4 separate regions of the Mus musculus genome follow, and regions 2, 3 and 4 are each linked to region 1. A link is a contact called in public promoter capture Hi-C data. All regions are on one chromosome and are shown on one strand. Each heading gives the region's core, a stretch centred on a gene start, on an enhancer-like site or on the middle of the called end of the contact. The rest is flanking DNA. Distances are from core to core; before and after follow the strand shown. Region 1 holds the start of Slc35b4 (solute carrier family 35, member B4). Region 2 holds the start of Ahcyl2 (S-adenosylhomocysteine hydrolase-like 2). Region 3 holds the start of 1700095J07Rik (RIKEN cDNA 1700095J07 gene). Region 4 holds the start of Trim24 (tripartite motif-containing 24).

Evidence for each region. Promoter capture Hi-C pulls out the DNA fragments that hold promoters and counts their contacts.
Region 2: a contact with region 1 is called in a promoter capture Hi-C map of pre-B cells, with 4 times the contacts expected there. The contact joins the promoter of Ahcyl2 here to the promoter of Slc35b4 in region 1. A contact is called at or near these places in 1 of 39 promoter capture datasets (pre-B cells) and 1 of 484 Hi-C or Micro-C datasets (CD4 T cells).
Region 3: a promoter capture Hi-C map of pre-B cells shows a contact between it and region 1, with 11 times the contacts expected there. The contact joins the promoter of 1700095J07Rik here to the promoter of Slc35b4 in region 1. A contact is called at or near these places in 2 of 39 promoter capture datasets (liver and pre-B cells).
Region 4: a promoter capture Hi-C map of pre-B cells shows a contact between it and region 1, with 5 times the contacts expected there. The contact joins the promoter of Trim24 here to the promoter of Slc35b4 in region 1. A contact is called at or near these places in 2 of 39 promoter capture datasets (liver and pre-B cells).

The regions. Positions count from the first base shown.
Region 1 is chr6:34,174,341-34,179,128 of GRCm38.p6, reverse strand. Slc35b4 (solute carrier family 35, member B4) reads left to right here and starts at 2,075. Exons shown (of 10, transcript NM_021435.3): 1 at 2,075-2,351. The coding sequence starts at 2,275. Gm13855 (a long non-coding RNA gene) reads right to left here and starts at 2,081. Exons shown (of 3, transcript XR_868963.3): 1 at 1,907-2,081; 2 at 765-924.
Region 2 is chr6:29,766,087-29,770,874 of GRCm38.p6, reverse strand. It overlaps Ahcyl2 (S-adenosylhomocysteine hydrolase-like 2), which reads right to left and starts at 2,432. Exons shown (of 17, transcript NM_001171000.2): 1 at 1,969-2,432. The coding sequence starts at 2,337.
Region 3 is chr6:30,302,675-30,307,462 of GRCm38.p6, reverse strand. It overlaps 1700095J07Rik (RIKEN cDNA 1700095J07 gene), which reads right to left and starts at 2,848. Exons shown (of 2, transcript NR_166056.1): 1 at 2,374-2,848. It overlaps Ube2h (ubiquitin-conjugating enzyme E2H), which reads left to right and starts at 2,924. Exons shown (of 7, transcript NM_009459.3): 1 at 2,924-3,411. The coding sequence starts at 3,359.
Region 4 is chr6:37,868,216-37,873,003 of GRCm38.p6, reverse strand. It overlaps Trim24 (tripartite motif-containing 24), which reads right to left and starts at 2,193. Exons shown (of 19, transcript NM_145076.4): 1 at 1,530-2,193. The coding sequence starts at 1,893.

The DNA.
Region 1 (4,788 bases), core at 826-3,325:
AAAGCTTGTTAGAAATGTTTAACCTGTGTTTAGTTTGTAGAAGAACCCAGAGTCAGCATTTGAACAAGAGCCCAGGTCATCGATATGTATAGTAAATATATTCTTACTAAAAACTGGGATAGGTTAAGACAGAAATACGGAGGAAGATCCAGAGCATATGCAGACACTCAGACTCCTTCTTCGTTCATTTACTTAAGTCTGTTTTGATTTTTATCTGAGACTCAGGAAGAGATGATTAGAACGCCCTTCAAGTACTTCCAAGTTTGGTGTGTGCATGGGAGCGGTAGATGAGAAGTGAAGCTTTGTGTGCCGTGAAATAATCTCCAGTCCAATCAGAGCTAAGGCTCAGCTTTTCTCTAGCCAGAAGCATCTACAGATGTCACCGCTTAGACATCAAACTTAGGTGTCTTCCTTATTTGGTTGGCAGTGGCTCTGATATTTTTGGGCTTAGTTTCGTGGTTCAGCAAATTGTTAAAGTCTCTCATGTGGCTCTATCATGTAGCCAGGCTTGAGAACTGAACTAAGTCAAAGTGAGGCTTCCCAGCCTTGGAGTTTCAATGACAGATGATCCTGGGTTCCATTCCCTATGGATTTCAGTTTAATCAGGCTGAGGTGACACTTTAAAGATGACCTACTGATGTCACTGACTCCGTCCCTCTAAGTACTTCCCCTTCCTCAACAGCTCTCAGCTTCAGCTACAGAAATCACCCGGGGAAACTCTGAGAATGCCAACGTTCAAGCACTCCAGTCAAAACTGGCCATACCTGGATGGGAGAGATGCTTTTGTGGTTGAGAGCACTGGCTGCTCTGGCAGAGAACCCAGGTTCAACTTGGAGCACTCAGGGAATGGCTTACAACCTCTGAAACTCCAGCTCTAGATCGGATGCCTTTGTCTGGCCTCTGAGCGCACCTGAAAGACATATGCTGCGCACATACAATGCTCACGTCAGCATTTAAGTGTTGAAAGGAAGCACGTGCCTTTTACCCTTCAGCTGAAGTCTTGTGGCATCAGTTACTGAGCCTCTTGGTGTTCACTCCGATTCAACAGCAATAGCAAGAAAGACTGCATGGTGACCATCAACTATGTACATAGGCCAGTGCCTTTGTGTTCTGTGTTTGTACACCTAGCAAGACCAGTTTTTCATAGATGCGATGAATTAACAGCCCTATTTCTTCCTATTATGTAAGACTAGTGCTACTGCTCAGAACTGTGCCCCTTCATACGTGTGATTGCATCAGCAGTGACACCACATGATGGGAGGCAATTTAGGGGATAAACATAAACACTCCGAAGTTTTCCTCAAGATTCACAACTAACTTGCCAGTGGCTTCCCCAACTTGTGACCCAGAGATCTCATCAGAATCCTGGCGCCTGCATGCTCTAAATGATGGTTACTGAGCACAATTTTTATTTGTGGTCCTGAACTTTGAATTTTCAATAAGCTCTAGTGCATTCTGAAATTGGGAATGTCTGTCTTTCAAAGGAGACTAGAAACAAGAACTATGGCAAAAAGAATGCCTTTTATCAGTTAAATTCAATATTTAATGAGCACCTTAAGCTGGCAAAATGCCAGCACAAGACATGTGTTCAGTGTCTCTACAAAAATCACGACATAAAGCAATACATTTACTGTATTAGTCTATTCTACAACAACTATTAGTAAGACAGGCCTATCTTCCCCTGTGATGAGAGTGGAGTACTAAGCCAATGCTCTAAACAGGCAGTTTAAGCCAAGGCTCAATCTCAAAACTTTTAGGTTCGCTGTTGTCCTAGAATTCGGTTTAGATGTTACAGGAATTTCTACATTCTCTCAGTTGCAGGTGAGTTGTTACAGATGCTAGAATACTCTAATGAGAAGTCAGTTACAGGGAGCACACAAGCTATTTCGTTGAATCCCATTCCAACCTTTATGGTACTGAACACGAACAGCATTGGGACTTCATTTCCCAGAAGGCAGTGCGACACCGACTCACGCGAGCCTTCGGGGGAAACTTGCCTGTTTTTTTCACGCCTGCCGTAAAGGCGCGCGGTCTGCTGGGACATGTAGTTTGGTTAGCCCTAGGACGCCCCCTCAAATGAATGGGACCGGGTATGACTGAGAACTACAGCTCCTGGTCTGGCCGCGTCGGTGGCAGCTGCGGAGGAAGAGTTGATCAAGACGGCCCTCAGGGAGGGAACCGCTGGCGGTGGTGATGTTGCGCGCGGATTTTCTAGGGTAGCGAACTGAAAGGGCGCTTTTTCTGCGCGCTGGCTCCCCGTGCCCCGCACCGGCCATGCGCCCGGCCTTCGCGGTGGGCCTGGTGTTCGCAGGCTGCTGCAGTAATGTGATCTTCCTAGAGCTGCTGGCCCGGTGAGTGACCCTCTCGGGCCGCGCCCGGGTTCTCGAAGCTGGTCCGGGGTTGCTAGCCCTGGCCGCCTCCCTAGTGCGCTGCACGGGATACCCACGCAGTCAGCTACTCTGCAGCCCTGGCACTCCTCCATTCGTTAGCATCCAGGTGACAGGAACATCCAGAGTGCTGCTGTCGGCATCTCCAAGCCACACTTTGGGGAGTTTGAAGCCTGGAGACTTTCTCACGTGACCGATCCTAGGTCTCTAGGAGCACCCTCTCCAACTACTACTCATCCAACTCTAGCACCTTTCGCTGACCAGTGAATGAATGACACGTGTCTGTCTGGAGCAAAACTTTTCTCACAGAAAGTTTTGTGTGTGTGTGTGTGTGTGTGTGTGTGTGTGTGTGTGTGTTGACATGTTTTGCGAAACATTTGTTTTTGTTGGTCGTAGAGATAGATGGTTGTGAGCACTTGGCTTAGACTCATATGTGAGTGATGTGGTGCAGATAACAACTGAGCTGTCACCATGGTCCCTGGGCATTTCGCACATCACAGTCTTTCGTTGAGAAGCGTGCTCTTTGAAGTGTAGATTGGGAACAGGATTGGCTTTGTGGTGTGGTGTCTTGCAAATAACGTTGGGTAACTATGTGCAAAGTTCAGTAGGCAGAAGTTAGAAAAGAGACAGGAGATGAACTGGAAAACGATTAGGACTAAACAGCTCCAGTTAGTTATTTAAGGTTTGGAGCTTCGGTCTCCTTTTTCAGACAGTTCAATACTCAGTTCAGAGTCACTAGCTACAGGTTTCTATCTATATACTGCTTAGGGCAACCCTGTGACCAAGAGTTACATTGTTTTGTTGAAAGTGAAACAGATGCAAAGTTGGGCATCTTTTCACTATTTGGAAGTGGCAGAGCAAAAATGGGCTGGACTGTATCTGTCTAAGCTCCTAGCCCAGTAACATTTCCAGATGCCTTCCATTTTTGAACTTGAGTTTTGAACATGGTGTGATGTCTGTTGGAAATTTATCCTGTTTGATACTGTTGGTTTGAATCCTTCAGAAGTAAGCAGTTTATTTATGATCAAGTCTGTATGTGTTATAGTTTGCTTTTAGAGAGCTTACCGTTTTATTATGCAGAGTGTTGATGAAGATCGATTGTCTTGGGAGTGGACAGGAAGATGAAAATGAAAAAGAAGTTTCTGGATACACTTCAAAGGCAGAAAACTTTGGAATTCAATCTATTTAATATATTTTTAAATAAGAAAGTGATATATATTCAGGCTAGCTATAGAAACAAAGTCAGATAATTGCATTGAATATGCCACTAAATTATGTGAAACCTGTGTGTTCTAGCTTGTGAGCTCTTGGCTAAAACACTTTTCTCAACCATCAGAGGGGTGGGTGATAACAGCTTCATCCCCATGGATTTTGAAGGTGAATGAGAAATGCCTACCTCACGTTGGTGACTTCCCTAGCCTTCTCCCTTACAATTTGTCTCAGTGCAGGCGTACGTTGTTTTTGTGAGGGTCCAGAAAAGTTCTGTGTGTATCCAGAAATGGATTCCTTTCTCTTTATAAAGTCTTTTCATTCTTTATAGGAACTTTTATTTAGAATTTTATTAGGATCAATTTGTAAATGAATCCAAATTCCTTATTTAACTTTACATATATATAAATCTGCATTTTTGCATACAACTGAGGGTTTTCCTTAAGACGTAAGGAAGTGGGCTTATTAATGCAATGTATAGTACATTAGACTGATAACAACGTATGCCTGATTTGCTTAAGTAAACTCTTCACACTGTCGAGCCGTGAAAGCCGACCCGATTCGTCCAGATAGCCTTTAAAGTTCCTTCTAGATATGATCTTGAGATTTGTGGCTTTAATCTTGAGAAATCACCGTAGAAACTTCTCAGAAAAGCAGAAGCTGTGCTTTTTAAATGGCTTCCTTGGAACACTCAGGTGTTAACTCTAAATACAAAGGCTGCAAAGACTTGTTGAAAGAAGGGAGTGTTGAGCCATTTCCCCCCCAGTTGAAAAACAGATTCAGTTTCTTCTTGCTGACCTTTGTAGACCTAGAATTGGTGCCAGTGATAAGGTGCAAACCTTGTGCACTGCGTAAGCAGCTACACAGTAGTGAGTGAGGTCTTGATTCCCTTCTTAAGGAGCTTATGGTCAACCTTGAAAGCATGATACATATGTGTATATGCTATACACACACACACACACACACACACACACACACATACACATAGAGAGCTAATGAAGCAGGTAAGGTATTGTGTGTCTTAACATCAGGATAACAATCTGAAAGATTTTATTTTTCCCTTTAAGACATGATGGTGAATTCAATAAGAAAGTTTTATATCCAGGAAAGAAAGGAGGTGAAAACGTCTGCCCAAGTCATTCCTTTCAAAGTTGCTGGGTTGTTTGTTTGTTTTTTTTTTTTAATTGAAATT
Region 2 (4,788 bases), core at 1,183-3,682, 4.4 Mb after region 1:
AGGACTTTACCTGCTGACAGTGCAGCAGGTAACACAGGCTTCTGGTGGGATTATAATTGCCAGGCAAGCTCAGCCCTGTCTTCATAGCCTTGAGGCTGCTGAGTAAATCAAGAATCATGGAACATGATTTTGATACTTAAAAAGCCAGGAAGAAGGTGGCTCAGCAACAAGGAAAGTGTCCAAGAAGCACATTTAGAATTCAATAACAGACTCTGGGGTACTGGCCTGTGGTTCTTTTTTTTTTTTCTTTTTTTTTAATTCTTTATACAGAATCTATTGAACTACTACTAATATGTGTATTTTTTTCAGAGAAGGTCACAGTGACATATACTTAAGCAATGAGAAGTGAAATAATAAATTTTAATAAGTTATTGTTTAAGATCCTACTGTAGGTACCAAGTTCTATGTGATGACCATAAACATTTTTAATCTTTAATCATAATTAGTACCCCCATTTTATTGGAGAAATTACCTTATAGACTTATTCAAAAGTTAAATCTGGGGAAGGGAGTACTATGTTCAAACTTAGGTCTGCACCTAAGTATAAACTTCACTCTAAAAGTAAATTGTTAAACATTTTACCCTTAAAAGAACTAAATTACAAACTTTAGGGAAAAAAAAAAAACAGTCACAAGAAAAAGATTTGGCCAAAGCTACAAACCATCTTAACAAGTGAGAAATAGGCTTTGGATTTCCTAATTTTGACCTAAGTACTTCCAGCACTAGCCCAGGCTGCATCTTTTAAGTGTAATTCCTCCATTTAACTATAATTGCATGGAGAGGGGAGGACAACACACCAAACTGCAAAGGACACAGCATGCCCTAAAGCACTGTTAAATTCCTTCAGTCTTGCCTCTGACATCATTTAGCACTACCAAATGAAAAAGTTAACTGCCCTAAGTCATGAGGTAATTACAACAAAATGTTTTGCTGGAGCCAAGGTTCACCTAAACTCTACATAGTAAACCCAATGTACACTTCATATCTTTTTTTACTGTTGTTCTGACGGAACAAAATGCACCCATTATAATGGGAAAAAACGTAAATCATTGTGTTCATACTGTTCCCAAGAAATGAAAGCCACATTTTTTTTTAGATGATCCACAGATCTTGTCTTTTACCTCTTGTGCTGACATCAATAAATGGGAGAAAAAACGAGGGGAGTGGGTAAAGGGTATAGCCAATATATAAATAATTCGGGGGTACCATCATTACACGTTTCTATTTATGAAGGAAGCCGACAGCCCCAAACGATTACTTTCCTCAAAGTAGCAAGCATTTCTTCCTAACACTTTCTGCTCACGATAAAGATATGAATAAAATAAGCATTCTCTTCAGGTACAATCTGGTAATCCTAGAGACCAGCCCTCTTCAGGGTGAATGAAGCATCTTTCCATTACCGGTCTACAATCGCAGTACAAGAGAATTGCAATGGCTAGAAAGGAAGGGCACAGATCAGTACTACCCTGTGGAGAGCTGTTGGCCACAGAAAGGCAGAAAGTCATCATCTGTACAGAAGCCAGGCAACTCAGAGGGTTTCCCGAGCTCTCATGAGAGAGAGCTAACTACAGCTTCCTCGTTCTCCAAGGAAAAAGATCTTGCTATCCTTATCGCTGGAGGGAAGGTTTTTCTATGCCACCGAACAGTCCGGAAAATTACACGCGGGAGTGTGCTGGAGGCGCCGGGTGTAGTAGTAGGTGCTTCTCCTCCCCCTGCCTCGTTCAAGTAGTAGTGAAGGGCGCTACCTCCATGTTATTAGTAAAGTACGCCCGTGGTACCTAGAGGCTTCGCTTCGCAGCGGAGCACCGGGTGGCGGCCGCTCTAAGAGCGGGTTCAAGGGTGGGAGAAGACTCTCGGCTCCACGATCTAGAGGGTGTGGAACCGGGTGCCGCCGTGCCCTGAAGGGCCGCCACTCCCGTGCCCGCCCTCCCCGCCTCTCCGAGAAGCGAGGCAGCCCGACCCCAGTACCTTCTTGACCGTGCGCGGCGCCTCGGTGACCGTGCCGTCGGGGCTGACCAAGGCCTCGCCGCCGTCGCGATGCCGCTGGTGCTGGTGATGAGGGTCGCTCCGCTTCATGGCGGACGCTTGAGGGACCTTCCCGGCCGCAGGGCTCAGAGCCGCGGTGGGCCCCGAGCCCGGGCCGGGGGCCGGGGGCCGCTCCGCCGCGGGAGCCGGAGCTGGAGCCTCTGGGTCCCCGCCACCCGCTGGGGGTACCATGGCGCCCACGGCCGCCGCGCTCAGTCCCAACTGGGGCTCCGCCTCGGAGGGGCTCAGATCCTTCAGCTCCACCTCAGGCACCTTGGCGGCTGCCGCTGCTGACACAACCTGCACCGACATCACCGCCTCCACTGCAACCGCCGACTCTGACTCTCGCACCAGCTCCCACTCGGCCCCGCCTCCCGCCTCCCTTCCCCTTCCCTCCCCCATACCCCCACTCCTCCCCTCCATCGCCTCCGCTCCCACCCCCTTCCTCCGCCCGCCCGCTCGCTCGCCGCCAGCCCGGCCTCTCGAGCCTCGCCCCACCCCTGTCTGACTCACGCGCGAGGCGCCACAGAACCTGTAGTGCGCTTGCTCCGGGTTGCACGCGACTAGAAGACCGTGGGACCTCAGCAACCAACTTGCACTGCGCTCGCCTCGCGGGGGGGTGGGTGGGGGATAGGCCGCAGAGTCCCCTGGGAGTTGTAGTCCTTTCGTCCCTCCTCCGGAAAGTAGTTTTTGATGGAGAGGGAACTCCCAGGACAGCGACTAACAGAAAAGTATAAAAACGGATGACGCGACGGAATAGATGAGGAGAATGTCTCCAGAGGGGTTGTGGTTTCCGGAAAGGAATGCCAGAAACCCCAGGGAAAGTGGGGGGCAAGAATGACTCGCTCCCCTGACGGCGTGAATTTCCTCCGGAGTGTGCGCATGTGTGCTATCACGTGGGCGGCCTTTAAAGGAAAAGCGGCAGGTCAGGTGAGATGAATTCCGGCTCCAGGCTAGAAGGCATGGGGTTTCTCCATTCCGTTCCGAGCCTTTCTTCAGTGGGTTGGTTTCTAGAAGAAAAGAAATAAGCCATTTCCTGCTGTCATGCTTTCTGGCGTACTCTTGAATTAAGTAACTAAAATCAAATCCCCAAAGAAAGAAATCTCGTCAGGGTATGGTGGAGTACGCAGTAATAATTTGAACATCTGAAGTGTATGCGTCACCAGTGATAATAGTTCGAGGCCAGCTGAGCTATGAAGCAAGGCCCTGTCTTTAAAAAAAAAAAAAAAAAAGTTAATTCTACCGCACACATGTAATTAAAGGACCAGAAAAGAACTGGGAATCTACCCTGGGCCCTCTAAATGAGCAACAAATTCAATTAACTTTTGACCAGATCACCAGCTGCCAGTTTTATTTTTAATAACAAAAATAAAATAAAATTGCGTACCATTTGGTCATAGTGGTAAGCCCAACACTCAGGAGACAGAGACCTGAGAATCAGAAATGTGTTGAGGTTAGCTTTGACTGCTTAGCCAAAGCCTGTCACAAAAAGAAGAAACTTACCTGAAAGTAATGTTCTACTGATGATAGAATTTTTTTTCTTTTAAGAAGAGTTCTCCAATAGTCTTTTAATGATAAAAGGAAATAAATGCTTATAATTTTAAAAATCAGACTAAAAGCCAGGCGGTGGTGGCATAAGCCTTTAATCCCAGCACTTGGGAGGCAGAGGCAGGCAGCCTGGTCTACAGAGCAATTTCCAGGACAGCCAGGACTACACAGAGATACCCTGGCGGGGAAGGGGAAGGGGCATATAACAACATCAAGATGGCTTATCAGTTAAGAGCATCTGCTGCTCTTCCAGAGGTCTGGAGTTCAAGTCCCAGCAACCACATGGTGGCTCACAACCAACTATAGTGGTGATCTGATGCCCTCTTCTGACCTGCAGATGTACAAGCAGTTAGAGCACACATATACATTACAGAAAGAGGGAGGAAGGAAGTTAGACTAAAAAGTAGGAGACAACACCATACTTTCTAGGGATTTGAGAGTTGGCTCAAAATTTATGAGCCCTTGCTGTAATTTGTTCCCAACAACTACATTGGGCAACTCACAACCACCTGCAACTCCAGCTCCAGGGGGTGTGACACCCTCTTGTCCTACAGACACACACATATGCATAAGCTTAAAAATTATTTTAGTTGCACATTCTTTAAATTTTTATGTGAATATTACCTAAAGGGGGAAAAGGGCACTAAGATGTGGTTGACTTTTAGCATATTATGAGGTAGGCTTTTTTATTCCTAAAGAAACTGAGGCAAAGAGGATTATGGTTTGTGGCTGTTCAAAAAGTGACTGCAGCCCTAACAGCTCCCTTGGACTACCGGCCAGCTTGTCATTGGAAAAGCTACTTTTTTCTAAGCAAGAATAAGACAGAGACAAACGGGGGCTGGTGAGATGGCTCAGTGGGTAAGAGCACCCGACTGCTCTTCCGAAGGTCCAGAGTTCAAATCCCAGCAACCACAAGGTGGCTCATAACCATCCGTAACAAGATCTGGCGCCCTCTTCTGGAGTGTCTGAAGACAGCTACAGTGTACTTACATATAATAATAAATAAATCTTTAAAAAAATTGTCCTTAAAAAAAAAAAAAAAAAAAGACAGAGACAAACGGAGAAATCGCCTGCTTGAGTTCCTGTCATGATCCTTCTAGTACCGTGGAAGTCTCTTCATGTGGGAGCTTTAGGAGCTGTCATTTCCCGGTCTCTAAGTCTATGCTGGAAGGCACCTGAGCATTGCCATTTCCACAGAACCCAAAAGTCTGCCAG
Region 3 (4,788 bases), core at 1,599-4,098, 3.9 Mb after region 1:
ACAAAACCAATTTCCCCAAAGCGAATGACCTCCTCCTATAACTGGTGTATAAGGAGTGGGGGAAATGGGGTGCTAAGAGCATAGTAACAGTTACATAAGACCAGTACTAGTGCCAGACTACACCTGGTCATCAGTATTTCCCATAGTGCACCTGGTCATCAGTATTTCCCATTCCCCCTGTGGAAAGCAGTTCATAACATCTAAGGCTTTCACATTGATCTTTTCCATTGAACTCCATCAAGCCACTCAATCTGGGTAGGGCATCAGAGCCCATACTTTACAGATGAGGAAATTTGAGGTTCAGGAAGGATATAAGTAACTTACTGAGGCATAATGAAGAGCAGGGAGAGGTAGATCAGTCCTAAGTAGCCAAGAGTTAAAGTACTTCCTAGGACTGGAGAGATGGCTCTGCAGCTAAGATGTAGTGCGGCTTCTGTAGAGGATTTAAGTTTGGTCCCCAGTACCTACAAAGGGGCTCAAAACTGTCTGTAACCTGTAACAACAGTTCCAGGGAAAATGACTCTTTCTCTTCTAGCCTCTAAGGGCACCAGGCACATAATACACATGGATTCATGCAAGCAGACAGTCATATGTATTAAACAGAAATAAATCCACCCCCCCCAAAAAAAAAACAGTGGGCGTGGTGGCACACGCCTTCAATCCCAGCACTTGGGAGGCAGAGGCAGGAGGATTTCTGAGTTCGAGGCCAGCCTGGTCTACAAAGTGAGTTCCAGGACAGCCAGGGGTATACAGAGAAACCCTGTCTCGAAAAACCAAACCAAACTAAACCAAAAACCCACCACCACCAACAACCTCCAAAGGACATCATGGTTCTCCTTTGCTAAGACTGCTTCCAGGGCTCACCCTCCGTTACCTGTGGAGGGAGCAGGCTTGCCACCATCAGCGTGGTCTGCAAGTTTCCGTTATGAAACACTTCTCTGGTTAGTCTCCCAAGTTTTTTTGCTCACAGCAGTTGTATCAGTGAGGAGGAAAAGACCATGTAGAATTTTTAAGCCCTAACTCCAGGCCTTTCTTCCTCTAGTGTCCTTTCCTTGACTGTCTGTTCTATATATATGCTGTGGTTTTAGAGACAATGACCACAGGTCCTCTAGGTGCCACTGTGTGTGTGGTGGAGGAGCAGAGAGCACACAGCTCCTGCCTTTTGGGCATAGGACTTTATAAATGCACTTAACAGTCAGATAGGTGTCTCGAAATTGAGACATCTTTTGGAATCTTGACGGCAGAGCTTTTCTGACTTTGGCCAGCATCGGAAACATCCGGGGTACTTGTTAAAGACAAGGCTATTTAGGCCTCACCCCAGACCTTCTGAATTCCCAGCAGCAGTTCCTGGACTCTGTGTGAGCTTAACAAGCTCCCCAGGTGATTCTGAGGTGTTGGGCCAAGCTTGAAAACCACTGTCTTAGCACAGGGGAGGGAGGTAATCAGGCAAAGGAGGCTGGGGGAGCCACTCTAGGAAAGCTGGTAGGGGCAATAACACCCTAGGGAGTCTGGTGCAGACAGTGAGAAAGACAAATCTTGTTTTGTTTTGTTTTCTTCCTTCAATGAAGTGATCAGATAAAGGTGGCTAGAAGTCTTTTCATACCCGTCTGCTGACAGATTTCTCCTAGGAGAAAGCAATGGATAGTCTTTTTTTCTCCCCAGAACATAGAGTGGAAGTTACCAGGGGCTGGTGGGATGGGGAGGAGGGGTTATTCTTTTAAGGGCACATGATTTCTGTCTGGATTGATGAAAAGGTTCAGGAAATGAGCACTAGTCATACTTGCACAATATTTAATGGTTTTTTGCTGTTGCATTGAATATTTAAATATGGTTAACATTGTATATTTTATATGTATGTTACAACTAAAAAAAAAAAAATAGCTGGCATTTTGAAGGGTAGAAAGATAGGAGCAAATGATCTTCAATTTAGCCCTCAGTACCTGACCTGACAAAGTCCAAGTGTGTGTCATAGAGAAAAGACAATAGATAAAGCTTTTGAGGATACTTGGCACTATTCTGCCTCTTTTACCTTGTTGCTCCTTAGGTTTACAGTACTTTTGAGCCCTGTAGAGCAGTATATCTCAGACTTCACTGTTCAGGGAACTGTCTGAGAACTTAGTTCAACTGCATATGTTAATTGAGTAGGCCTAAGGCCCTTCTAGAGGCATTCCTTCCTAGTTCTCAAATGATGCTGACACTCTGGTCCATTCTGGGAGAGCTGTGTAAATTTCATCTTCATCTACACTGTATCCTCAGAGTCATGAACTGATATAGGAGTTCAGAGGGCAGAACTGTGTCTTTGTTCTGCATTATAACTTATTTAGGGTGCTTCTATCAGTCACCTTTGTGATTTTAAAAAGGACCTCAACTTACCTCAAATTCTGTAGAATGAGGATGTTAGTATCAAATTATTTCTGTTCTTTGCTGCTTCTACTGCAGTTCCGGAGTTGTTGACCTTGTTTGCATAGAGGGTAAATGAACCCTGTTTGCAAGCTCTGGGGAAGCCTTACTGTAGTCTAAATCCCTGCAAACCAATTCCCTCTGAAGAGGGAGCAGAGTGGAGAGAACATGCTGGTGTGGGAATTTCCAGATTTGGACGCCAGTCTGAGTAATTGCCACTTTGGCCTCCTCCATATCCAAACAGCCTTTGCAGCACTGTTGAGAGGGTGGTACATAAAGTATGAATGTAATCATACTGCCATTATTTACTACCGTCGTTTATGTTGATGGTAACGACACTGGCAGTTGATCGATGAAGTGTGTGAGGAGGTTGGGGGAGGGGGCGGAGGGAATGCACGATGGCAGGAGAAAGAGGAACTACATCTCCCAGAACTCCCCTGACAAGCTTACACCGCGACGACGATGCTCCTCCCCTCCCACCGGCGCCCCGCCCCTCAGATGACGTCACAGAGGTGACATCACGGCGCCTAGAGCGAGGCTAGGGTAGAGAGGCCGACCGAGCTGGAGTCGTCGGCTTGTGGAGGAAGCAGCTGGGAGCTGGCGAGAGCGTGAGCGAGCGGGCGGGCAGGCGAACGAGCTAGCGCAGGCGGGAGGGAGCGGCGCACGGCGCGGAGCAGCGGCAGCCCGGGCCGCGGCGGAGCCTCAGTCGGAGGGCAGCCCGAGCGGGCGCCTCGGTCCCCGCCCCCACTCGGCGGGGCAGTGCCCGGTGTTCCCCCGTGCGGGGGGCGGCGGCTGAGCGGACCCCACGGGACCGCGCGGGTGTTGCCACCTCGGCCGAGGAGCCGGCGAGGCCGCGGGGCCCTGCGAGCTGGGCCCGGAGCCCGTGACAGACGGGCCAAGGAGGGGAGAGAGGCGGCGGCGGCGCAGGCGACGGGGAGGCAGCGGCAGCGGCGACACCATGTCATCCCCCAGTCCCGGCAAGAGGCGGATGGACACGGACGTAGTCAAGCTGTATCCTTCATGGAGGGGAATTCGGACTGCGTGTGGGGCGGGTGGGGGTGCCCACTCGAGGGCTCCGGGGCACTCCAGGCCACTGGCCGCGCCTCCCCTCCCTCCCCCAGTGCCTACGGCGGCCCCTTGGCACCTCCCCGGAGCCGAGGGCTTTTTCAGTCCCCCTTTATCTGCAGCCCCCCGAGATGTGCGTTGTTCTTCGCCTTCCTTGCACTCCCCCCCCACCCCCAGCCCCTGACTTTCCCTCTACGACGTTTGGATTCCTAAGACGGCCCTTTCTTAGGGGTGTGTGTGGGGGTATAACTAGACGCCTCCTTCGTCACCGGGAGCTCATCTTCAGGGTCTTTGCTTCCTGTTTGCTAGCTTTGGGTTTATGGGTTCATTATAGAAATTCCTGAGAGGGAAGCCTTTCTCTCTCTCTCTCTTTCTCTCTCTCTCGGGTGTCCCTGTTCCTTCCAGTCACAGTGCTGCTTAAACTGGGGTAACTCAAGCAACCTTCTTTATCCCTAATTCCTTTCTATATTAGGAAGAGAGTAGCCTGCCCAGGGCCCCCTCTTGTAATAAAGAGCTCCGTGTGTTTTAAATCAGACACTCCTGTTAAGCCTTCTGGTCTGGAGAACCTTCCTGTTTTTCTTTCTACTCACAAAGCCTATCCCACTCATAGTGCATGCAGTGAGGACCCCCAGGCCCTCTTAGCAGGCAGGCCACCCTCCATATTGTGGAACTGACAGCTGGGACGAAGGAGAGAAAGGAGCTCCCCGAACAAAATAGCCACTTGAGCAAAACTCCCTCTGAGGATATGGTTCTTGGGGACTGCTTGCCCTGATCTGGGCCAAGTGACACCTTTTATTTTCTACCCCTTCCCCCAGCTTTATATACACCCGAGGTTGCAGTGGGAGAGCTGTAACTGATAAGAGTCCTCCAGGCAGTGGTTTTGGTTGGAATCCAGGCTGATTTTTTTTTGCATGACCAGTAGAGAAATTCGCGAAGGTTCCTAAGGCAAATCGAGCATTTAAAAAAATGTTTTTATTTTTTGAGGGTGGGGGTGAGAGCCCAGTGTTGTAAATAGCTGATCCCCAGGGAGAGGGTGAGGGGGGGCGGTAGTGTGTGAAAGGCTGTTAACAAGTCTTGTCTCCTGTTTCTCTTTTCTGCCTCGCCCCCATCCCCCAACCATTTCCCCCGTTGCAGGATTTTGTTTATATAACTCAAGTTGTTTGTCTAGATTCTTCAGGTAATTCCTTCTCTTACTTGTTGCTGTTTTTTATTTTTTTATTTTTCCTAAACATCAGTGGTGGTTGTCAAAAACTCAGTTATGGAATTTGCTGAAGTTTTTAAAAGTAGTTTTTGCTTAGGATTTTAACTTGGGGGATGGGAGGA
Region 4 (4,788 bases), core at 944-3,443, 3.7 Mb before region 1:
ACAATTTTGATCCTAGTACTAGGGAGGCAGAGGCAGGCAGATTTCTGCAACTTCTGATTGAGCCTGGTCTACAAAGCAAGCTTCAGGACAGCCAGAGCTGTTACACAGAGAAACCCTTATCTCAAAACAACAAAAACAACAAAAAACCAAACAAACAAAAAAAAAGCCCCTTGCTCTAAAGATATAAAGCTCTTAATCATAGTGCTGCCACCTTTCAATACACACTTCCTTATGTTGTGGTGGCCCCCAACCATAAAATTATCTTCTTCGGTACATCATAATGGTAATTTTGCTACCGTTATGAATCAAAATGTAAATATCTAGTATGCAAGATATCTGATATGCGACCCCTGTGAAAGGTTCATTCCACCCTCTCAAGGGGTCTGGACCCACAGGTTGAAAACCACTGGATTACATTTGCATTCTAGATACCCGATTGTAATCCAGCTGGCTGGAATACTTTCATTTAGCTATAGACTGAGTGGTGTACCTCTGGTGGGCTTCCTGCAACAATAGAGACCCATGGAAAATAGTTTCCTGTATTTAAAGACTGTTGTAAGAAAAAACTAAATGCATCTAATTCAACAATCCAAGCCAGCAATTGCATCCTGACCTAATAAATATAATTACTTAACAAATTAACTTAAAACAGTTATTCCCTTTAAAAGAGATGTTAAAAGTGTCTGGCTAGCAGGTGCAATGGCTCATGCCTGTTATCTTTACTCTGAAGAAGCTGAGGCAGGAAGATTGCTAGCTGTGGACAATTCTGGGCTGCTACATAAGCCAAACAAAACATACACACACACACACACACACACACAAAACCCAAGAAGCAAGAGAAAAAAGATTTCCCTTCCTCAGTTACTTCGCATTTTAAAGACGTCAATTTGCCCAAATATTTGCAATATTAAAAGTTAAAAACTTCAAGTGTTCTCCCAGAAATAATTACTGCACTTCAAATCACTTTCAACGATTTAAACCTGGTAACATAAGCAAAGGAAACTACCTGTCAAAAACTAATTACCCAATAACACCACAAAAGAGAAAGTAACTTCCAACTACGGCATACAAAACACTTTGGAAGTCTATTTACTTTCTATCGTTTATCGAATCGCTCGAAATAAAATCTCCGAAAGCAGCAGACAACAAAACAACTTATCCCGGTTCCTTTGTCCCCTACGGAGGGGACAGAGAGGGAACTCATTAAGGTAAAAAGCCCGGAACGCACAAGATTCGAAACAGACGGCAGCCAATCTGCAATCAATCATCAAAGAAAATCCCCATCACTTCATCTCCATCCCTTCCTCCCCCCTCCGGCTCGCATAACCCGGGTGTACACGAGCTGATCCAGATCATATGCACCCGGACAAAGCTTTGCGGAGGAGCAGAGAGCAGCTAACTCGCCACAACCGTCAGAGCTCTGCAAAAGTGAGGGACCGCCGAGTCGCTCAGCCGGCGCGGGCCCATTTCACCCCCTCCCCAGCCGCGTGACAGCGGGTCGCGCCCGCCACCTCGCGGGCCCCTCTCACCTTGGGTGGCGAATGGCGAAGGACCACCGGCCGGGGAGCCCGGGGCGGGGGCGGGGGCGGGAGCGGGTGGAGGGGTCTCTGCCGAGCCCAGCGCGGGCGCCGTCAGCATGAGATAGCGCTGCGGCGCGGGCAAACAGCGCTGGCAGAACGAGTGCAGGCAGGGCAGCAGCTTGGGCACCCGGCTCTGGATGTTCTGGTGGCACACGGCGCAAGTGTCCAACAGGTTGAGCCGGGACGCCTCGCCGCCGCTCTCCGAGTCCGGGCCCTGCCGGCTCTCGGCCTCATTCTCCCCGCTCGGCGCCGCCGCTGCGGGGCCTCCGGCCGGAGCCGCTGCCGCCGCCGCCTTCTCCACAGCCACCTCCATTGTCCTGCGGCCGCCGCCGGGGAAGCGGGAGCGCGCTCACCGCCCGCCGCCCCCGACGACCTCCGCAGCCGCCGCCGCCTCCCGCTTCTCCGAGGCCGAACGGACTCGCGGAGGGAGCACAGGGAGGAAGCCACCTCCCGAGTGGCGCGGCCGGAAGACGCGGAGCTGTCAACGGGGACCGGTTCCCGCACCGCGACGCCGCCGCGCGGGCCGATAGGCAAACCGCCACCGAGACGCTCGATTCCGCCCAGCGCGCCCGCCCGTGCCTAGCAGCCTTTCTCTCGGGCCCCTTGGACCACCGCGGGCCCCGCCCCCACCTCCCTCTCCCAGCAACCGCGGCGACTGCGAGCCGAGCGCCATCCAATGACCGCCGCGCCTGCCCAGGGGGCGGGGTCTGCAGAAGCCCGCGAGGCTCGGACGGCCCCCGCGGGAGGTTGGGAGTGGGCGGGGCTAGCCCCGCCGGACGCGAGGACCGCGGCCGCTGATTGGCTCGCTGTGTGTGTGTCTCTCTTCTGTAGATTGTAAAGGAATCATTTGTTAAGGAGCCAGAGCAGGCATCGGGTTCCGCCCGCCGCTATGGCCCCGCCCAAGGGGCGGGGGCTCTGCCCAGTCTACCCAGCCTGATTAATTAAGAAACTGCTTGGAAAACTGCTTTTACTACTGGAGACTTAAATGGGTAAAGGAGTAAGATCGTGGGAGGGCCACGGGAGGATGAAGAAGTAAGTTACGTGCAAACGAGAAGAGACCCAAAACCGGGTTGTATGAGCCCACATTGTGTGAAAGGGGGAGTGTGCAGGCAGCTTTACTCTTTTTGTGGCCTGAATTTATCTCTGTGATGAATTAATGAGAATGATGTAAAGGGGGAGAAATTACAAATTTGTCGGAACTTTAAAAGACCTCAATGGAAAAGGGTGAAATTAATTTTGCTTCTTAAATGAATAAAAGCAGTTAATTTTTTTGAGGACTAAATAAATGATCTGCAAGTGTCCATAGTACCTGAATATTAAACTCTTAAAAAAAAAAAAAAGGCAGACGTGGTAGCACACACCTATACTAATACTCCAGAGGCAAAGGCAGGAAAATCACTACAAATTCAAAGTTATTCTAGGTTTTAGTCAGTGTAAAAGCCTGTCTCAAAAGGGGGGGGGGGGACCTCAATTCTGGTTTTAGAGTTTCAGTATTATATTTCATGTCTTCCTTCTCCCGTGCTTGTTACCGGAAATTCTGGGGAGTCCCATGGGAAGTGCCACCTGTTACTAGGGAAATCAGAGTCCCCTCTTGAGGTTCTTAGTCTCATTAATAAAAGAATTTAAGAAGAGCCTCAAAAGAAGCTGGAGGAAATTTTATTAGAGTTTAAAAGAAAAGAAAGAAAAAAACCAATGCAGGCAAGCTGTAAATCTCAGCAGCTGCCCAGAGGAAGATGGAGAAGTGGAAGAGATGCCATGCCATTTGTGTTAAACAGCCACATGGTTACAGCAGCCACATGGAGGGGAGCTTTAGAGAAAGAGTAAGGAAGCCGAAACTATCAGAGACTGTGTATTAGGCTAACACCCAAAAGAAAAGAGAAGACAAAGAGAAGGTTGGGAGTTTCTGAGACAGAATAGACAGAAATCCTGGAGAATCTCGTGGGGAATCTGGAACTACTGCACTATGGGCCAGGAATTTGGGGGAAGAACACTGTTTATTAAAGAGATTATTCCTCTGTGTCTTTAGCGTGGCTGAAGGTGAACCTGCCTTTCTAAGGGATGGTCCCTTATCCAGGTGATGGGCAGACTCAGCTGGATTAAGGTTTACAGAAGGAGACAATGGCGTGACTCTACCTCAAAGGTAGATTTCATTGGGTTATGATTAGTAGGCAACATTTTTCCTTTAATGGACCTTTAATAAGAATAATAAAAATTACATTTTCAGCCAAAAGCTGCGTAAAAAGCCAAGCTCAGTGGCACATACCTTTAATTCCAGCCTTTGAGAGGCAGAGGCAGGCAGATCTCTGAATTCCAGGCCAGCCTGCTCTACAGAGCCAGGACAGCCAGAGCTACACAGAGAAACACTCTCTAAACAACAAAAAGCTGGGTAAAACCTCATAGAGGTTGAAGAATACTGTGAGAGGAGACAAGCTTTTGAATACACATGAATAAAGTCCATGTGCTCTGTAATTCCCAAAGACTTGAGGAGAAAGACCAGGAACCTGAATAATCCATCGTGGCCACATTTATTAAAGCAACCAAGCAAGCAATTAAAGCAAAAAGTTAAAAACCTATGTACATAGTCTGCCTCCCCCTAAGGTGGGGTTCAAGAGATCATCAGCCTTGAACATGAGAAAGACAAGGTTTTTATAGGTCAGAGGTAGGTTTCCAAATGGAGGAAAGTAAGTGGGGTTGTTACAGTAGCAGAATTTAACAAGGTATTCATAACAACTTTATGAAACAAAGGTAAGGCTAATAGGTTTCCAGTATCAGTTTCTGCTACTTAGTGATCTTCAATGGCTGATAATTTTGTACAGACCACCCTCCCAGCCTATAGCTAGTCTTTGCTACTTTGTGGGTTCTTTCTCCTAACCTTTCCCTCTTCCCAATTTTCACCCCCTTAACACTAGGTAGGAGAGAAACAAGGATAGAGGGGAGAGAGGAATTAGGAAAATCCCTGAAACTAATTCCTTTCCTTTTGTTTCTTCTTTGACCATGGCTACTAACAAACAGCAGCCAACTTCACTAAATGACCAACAACCATCAACTCCACCTTGCAGGGGCCCTAAAGTTTATGTATCCTCTGAAAAGTTCTCAGAATTCCAAACATCACACAATCACAGAAATTATCTGCAGTTGCCAAAACCAAGTCATGGTCAACTGCAGCACCACATCCTACAGCTGGGATTCGAACAAAGGCACATGCTTG